2 separate regions of the Pan troglodytes genome follow, and region 1 is linked to region 2. The links are chromatin contacts, called in public HiChIP or PLAC-seq maps. All regions are on one chromosome and are shown on one strand. The core of a region is the stretch at or near the end of the contact, and the rest is flanking DNA. Distances in the headings are between cores, read along the strand shown.

Region 1 (2,700 bases), core at 37-2,536, 260 kb after region 2:
ACCTGGGACGCGGGGCCCATTTTTAAAGGCGCACTGCCCTCCAGCGGCGCAAGATAAATTCGCCTCGAGGCTTGCTCCCTGACCCCCAAGCCTCAGCCTGACTTCTCCAGTGGCCCCCGGGAAGGTGTGGCCGCCACAGCAGTGTTGGTTTCCCATCAGCGGGAAGCGAGGCTAAAGGTGGGGAGGAGGGAAGCGTAATGGAAGGGAAAGTGATCCAGCCCGAAACCGCAGCTCCCTCATTCTTCTGCGGAGCCTCCTAGGCCAAAGATTATGCTTTTTTTCTCTTAGGGTTGTAATTTGGGTAAGAAATTAGTATGATCGGACGGAAATGAACATTCGACATGATGCTTCCGGGACAGACACGGAGCCACCGCTGCATAGACGTACCCCAGGCGTGCAGGGGAACGGGAGAGGCGGCCTTTACCCTGGGAGGGCTGGCAGCCACCACTTAGACTGGGCGTGTGCGACCTGTCACCCTGTGGGTTCACTCTTTGGGAAACCACAACAGCCCCCATTGCAGCCTTACCCCATGTCAGGCGCTGTCCCGAGGTCCTGCAGAAATTACCCTATTCAATCTTCCCAATCAGTCCCTTTAGTGGTGCCATTATCATCCCACTGTGAGGATGGGGAAACGGAGGCTGAGAGAGGCGACGCGACCTGCACGGGTTCCAGGCCTGTCTGGACCAGGGCTGGAGCTTCCCACGCTGCGCTCGGACCCCGGGCCGCGGGGCCAGGGCGCTGCGGGTGGGGACCCCCGGCGGCGCGGGTGCCCGGAGCCGGCGACAGCGAAAGCGCGGTGGGCGTGGGGTGCTCACCTTGACGATGAGAGGGTTCTGAAACATGGAGTCCCGCACGACCCCCAGCCGCTCGTTCTCCATGCCGGAACGGATGTCCGCCACGGTCAGGGGCCGCCGCGGGGGCGGGCAGACCTGGCTGACCGTGCGGCGCACAGGCTGCTGCTGCTTCCTCCATCGCGTGAGGTCCGGGCCGGAGCTCCTGGCCTCTGGCATCCTTGGGGTCGCCGGGGAGCCGGCCCGCGGGCTGGTTTGGGCGCGCTTCCCCAAGTCGGGCACAGCCTGGAGCTCCGAAGTGCTTGCCGGGCGGCCCGGGCCGCACCACCGGGATCCTGAGGGGGAAACTCAGATGCCAGGACCCCTCCGGAGCCAGGCGCGCCCCGCTCGCGCCGGCCCCTCATCGCAAAGAGCCCCGGAGCCCTGCAGGAGCCCCGCGGGATCCTCAGGGCGTCTCCTGGACCCCGCGTTGCAGACTGGGAGAGGAAAGAAAACCAAGACCACCCCTGGAGGACGAATGCAACGGCCCGTCTCCTTGGCGACGGGACGCCAACAGAGCCCGGCTCGGCTTGTACTTTTCTTTCAAGAAACTCTTGGTGGCTACCAGTGTGGACTTGTTTGGAGTTTTCCTGAATCGATACAGGAGAACCGAGAATCTCCAGTGGGTTGCGTTCAAAGCGGCGTGGCTCATAGAGGATCATTTACATTTGTCTTCCAAGTCGAAGACTCCACCCTCCGCTCACCCCCATTCCACTCACAACCCCTCCCCACCTCTGCTCTTTGCGCCACACACACACCTGAGACAGAGCACGAAATGCATTCCAAGCCTGATGCTGATGCTGACCCACTGGGAGGACTCGGGCAAGTCACCCTCTTGGATCCTAAGGGCTTTTTTTCTTTTTTTCCTGTGAGATGGGTGACAAACGCTAGAGTTGGATTACATCAATGGTTCCCAAATTTAAGCAACAGAATGAAGGGAAATTGAAAAATACAGATTTGGGCTGGGCTTGGTGGCTCACCCATGTAATCCCATTGCTTTGGGAAGCCTAGGAGGGAGGATGGCCTGAGCCCAGGAGTTTGAGACCAGCATGGGCAACATGGTGAGGTCTCATCTCTACCAAAAATTTAAAAAATTACCCAGGTGTGCTGGCACACACCTGTGGTCCCAGCTATGGGGGAGGCTGAGGCAGGAGGATCACTTGAGGAGGTTGAGACTACAATGAGCCGTGTTTCAGCAACTACATTCCAGTCTGGATGACAGAATGAGACCATGTGCCAAAAAAAGAAAAACGAAGATTCACAGGACTCACCCCAGACTCACTAAATCAGAATATCTGGAAATGGCATCTGAGGCTCTCCTTTTTTTTTTTTTTTTAAGAGACGGAGTCTTGCTCTGATAATGACATGAGCCACCTCACCAGGCCAGATGCTGCATTTTTAAAAATCCCCTTACCCACCCACCCACAACTTGGTGAAAAAGTTCAAACCTACAGAAAAGTTGAAAGTCGAAAGAAGAATACAATGAAAATACATATAGGCTTCACCTAGATTCGGTTAGATTTTGAAGGGAAGGGGAGGGTTAAAGAAAGAGTGGCGGCTGTACAGCAAATTCAGGCTTTATGTCCAGCATGAGACCTACAGAGATGGGAGACCAACTTATGCCAGTGCCTACCGCTGCTTACAGGCTGGGGAAATTATAGGCCTGGGCGGGGAGGGGCCCGGCGGGTATGGCCTGCTGCCCGGGAAGATGTTGATAAGGTATTCCCATGATGAGGCAGTTTGGCCCTTGTTCTGGTGGAATGTGATGTTCCTGTCACTTTCTCCCAGCAGAATATGATAAGAGGCAGGCTGTTTCTCACCGCCTGAACCCCCGTGGAATGTTTCACTTTAACCAAGGTCTGCAAAATGG
Region 2 (2,776 bases), core at 24-2,523:
CAGAACATGGGGCAGCACCAAGCAGAATGGTATTCAAATATCTATTGAATGTATGAATATACACTTTGACAGATCACATGTAAGCGTACACCTCTATCAAGGATATATGGAAAGTTTTTACACCTCTAAGCAACTAAAAGGAACGCTATGGCTTACTACTTGACCTTGCGCTTGAAGTTTAAGATAGGCAGTTGTTTCGAATCTTTATTTTCATTCAACATCCCAAAGATGTTTAACTAGTAAAGAAAAACTAAAGTACAAACCCCCGAGATCCAGTATTTACCCGTTTGCCCAAGGGGAGGCGAGGACCATTCATAATAAAGTCACTGAAACAATTAAGACAATGGATGGGATCAGTTTTTCTTTTCTGAAGCTAAAGAGGCGCGAGAGGATAACACACACAGTAGACAAAGCCAGCCAAGAACCTTGGAAAGTCGGCCCCAAACAATAGGAGCAACGACAGAGGCAGGCCCCGGGTTGGATCTACAGGGGGTGGAGTCTCAGAAAGCACCACCGAGTAACCCGCTCCATGTGCGGGCCCGACGCAGGGGCGAAGGAGGGGTTCGTGGGACTCAACTCCGGGAAGCCCCCTGGGTGTGGACCTGTGTTTGCGGCGGCGGGTGACCTGGGGAAACAGGGTGCAGACAGTTGCAGAGCTTTTCTTTTTTTTTTTTTTAAGCTGTGGTAACCCCGGCTGCTTAATAAATCCCCAGCGCTCGGGGCGAAGAGGGAAATCCCCGGACAGAGTGTGGGATCGGATTCCCCTGGGACGGATGATGCGGCCGCGAGAGGGGGACAGGGGAAGACCCCAGGGATGGCGGGGGATGACTTACTTTGAGGAGACAGCTGTTGAGCGGTGCGGGCACCGAGGTGCGGTGGATAACCAGGTCCTGGCCCGGGTTGTGCACGTCGCAGATGAGCTCCAGCACAGCGATGCTGCGGGCCGTGGACACAGACACGCGGTGGTCCTCGGACCAAGCCAGCGGTTCCAGGCCGCTCACCGCATACTGCAGCTTCACGGCCGGCTCCCGCCGAGTCACCATGAGGCGGAATGCAGCGCTGGGCCCCGGGGCCGCGTCCGCTGCTGGCTCCTTCCCGCCCGCCTCGCCGCCCCCCTCTCCCTCCTCCTCCCCGGACGGCGCAGGCCCGTCGTCCGCGGGCCCCACCCGGGCCTGGTCGGCCGTGTTCATCTTCTCTCAGGTGCAGAGGTCGGACGCCCTGGCGCTCCACGCAGTCGCGCGACCACCTCCCGGACCGCCGCCGCCACCCCCAGCGCCCTCCGCGGCGGTTTTCTCCCCTCAGGCCCCGAGCGCCGCCGAGCCAAGAAGGACCCCGCCGTTGCCAGGCAACGCGGCCCTACCAGGTGGCCAAGGAACTGCCTGTCCAGAAAAAGGACAGCGAGCGGGGAGCCCCGAGGACCCCCTTTTCCCTGCCCAGGGATTGAGCTCCAGAGCCTGTTAGGGAGCTACCCAGACAGGCTTTAGTTCCTAAAGTGCTGAGGAAACGCACGGGGCGGTAAAGGGGAGGCTCGTCGGTGAGATGGCGCCGGATCTCGCTTCTCAGAGGCATTCAGAGAGCTTCCCCAGCGTGAACTCTCGGCCGAGTGTAATTTTGCCAGGCCGCGAGGGACGCAGAGAGGGGCTGCCACCAGGCGGGGGCACGCGCGGTAGTCTTGTCCCTACCCGCCCGGTGCCGCTGTCCCCGGCTCCCCTCGGGACGAGTCCGTACAGCTGGAGCCGTTCCGGACCCGGAAGGGGCGGGGGCGCAGGGTCCTCGCGCGTCCCACGTGGGGTCCCGGGCCCAGCAGTCTGCGCACCGGGCTCGCTGCTGCACCACGCGTCACCCACACAGGCCATGGCAGCCGCCGACGGTTCGCTCTTCGACAACCCCAGGACGTTCTCCAGACGTTCCCCAGCCCAGGCGAGTCGGGTGAGTTCTGACCCGGCTTCAGCTCCGTCCCCACCCGCGGCCCGGCTGTGGGCGCGCCGCGAGCTGCAGCCGTGCCTTGGAGTCGGGTTTCGAGTCATTCACGGAGTTAAGCGGGAGAAAGACACCGGGCAGCTTCGGGACAAGTTGCGCCGAAACACGTGTCTCTAACCGGAACACCACCCGCGGGGATGCGCCTGGAAGCGGGGAGTGGAGCGGTGTGGAGGGGCGGGGAGCTGGCTCCTGCGCCTAGAAAAGTAAAGGAAGGAATTAGAGGCTGTTTCCCGTGGAAGGTAGGACCTGAAGTTCCGGCGCAAGCCCCAGGCCAAAGCTTAACTTCTCTAAGCCAGTTTCCTCGACTGAGTGCGGACTAAGCTCTGATTTTTTTTTTTTAATCTTGCCCGCATTGCTGTCTGGGAAGAGTCATGCCCTACAAACCATAAATTCTCATCAGATGGCTTTCATTTAACCCTATATATCGTGACTTACTTTCCAAACTGGCTCTGGCCTAACATTATGTGACAAAGAAGAAAGTTAAAATATTACCCCTAAACATGTTTCTTTGCCATATTTTGAAATGGCTTTGCAAAGCTGTTCTTTGGGGGGGGGGGGGTGGACATTTGCATCTGCAAAGAATCTCTATTAACATAGCTAGATCTGTTTCTTCCAGGCCCTCCCAATCCTAAAGAGATTAAGAGTCTACCACCTTTCAAAGATCTTAATAGGAAACACTTGTCGTCTGTTGTCTCTAAGGGCAGCCACTAAAGACTTGAAAAGAACCTTGGTCTCCACAATCTTTTATCTTAACCTGAGCATTTTCTTTGTATCCATCCCAGGTGTTTAGACAAAC

The links. HiChIP or PLAC-seq counts read pairs in DNA pulled down with a chosen protein or histone mark.
Region 1: a contact with region 2 is called in an H3K4me3 HiChIP or PLAC-seq map of stem cell-derived excitatory neurons, with 5 times the contacts expected there. The contact joins the promoter of CFAP77 here to the promoter of DDX31 in region 2.

Annotation. Positions count from the first base shown.
Region 1 is chr11:6,049,967-6,052,666 of NHGRI_mPanTro3-v2.0_pri, forward strand. It overlaps CFAP77 (cilia and flagella associated protein 77), which reads right to left and starts at 1,287. Exons shown (of 6, transcript XM_001168332.7): 1 at 816-1,287. The coding sequence starts at 1,010. It overlaps TTF1 (transcription termination factor 1), which reads left to right and starts at 1,329. Exons shown (of 11, transcript XR_001721062.4): 1 at 1,329-2,700.
Region 2 is chr11:5,791,030-5,793,805 of NHGRI_mPanTro3-v2.0_pri, forward strand. DDX31 (DEAD-box helicase 31) reads left to right here and starts at 1,274. Exons shown (of 19, transcript XR_010148803.1): 1 at 1,274-1,929. It overlaps GTF3C4 (general transcription factor IIIC subunit 4), which reads right to left and starts at 1,190. Exons shown (of 5, transcript XM_016961943.4): 1 at 834-1,190. The coding sequence starts at 1,190.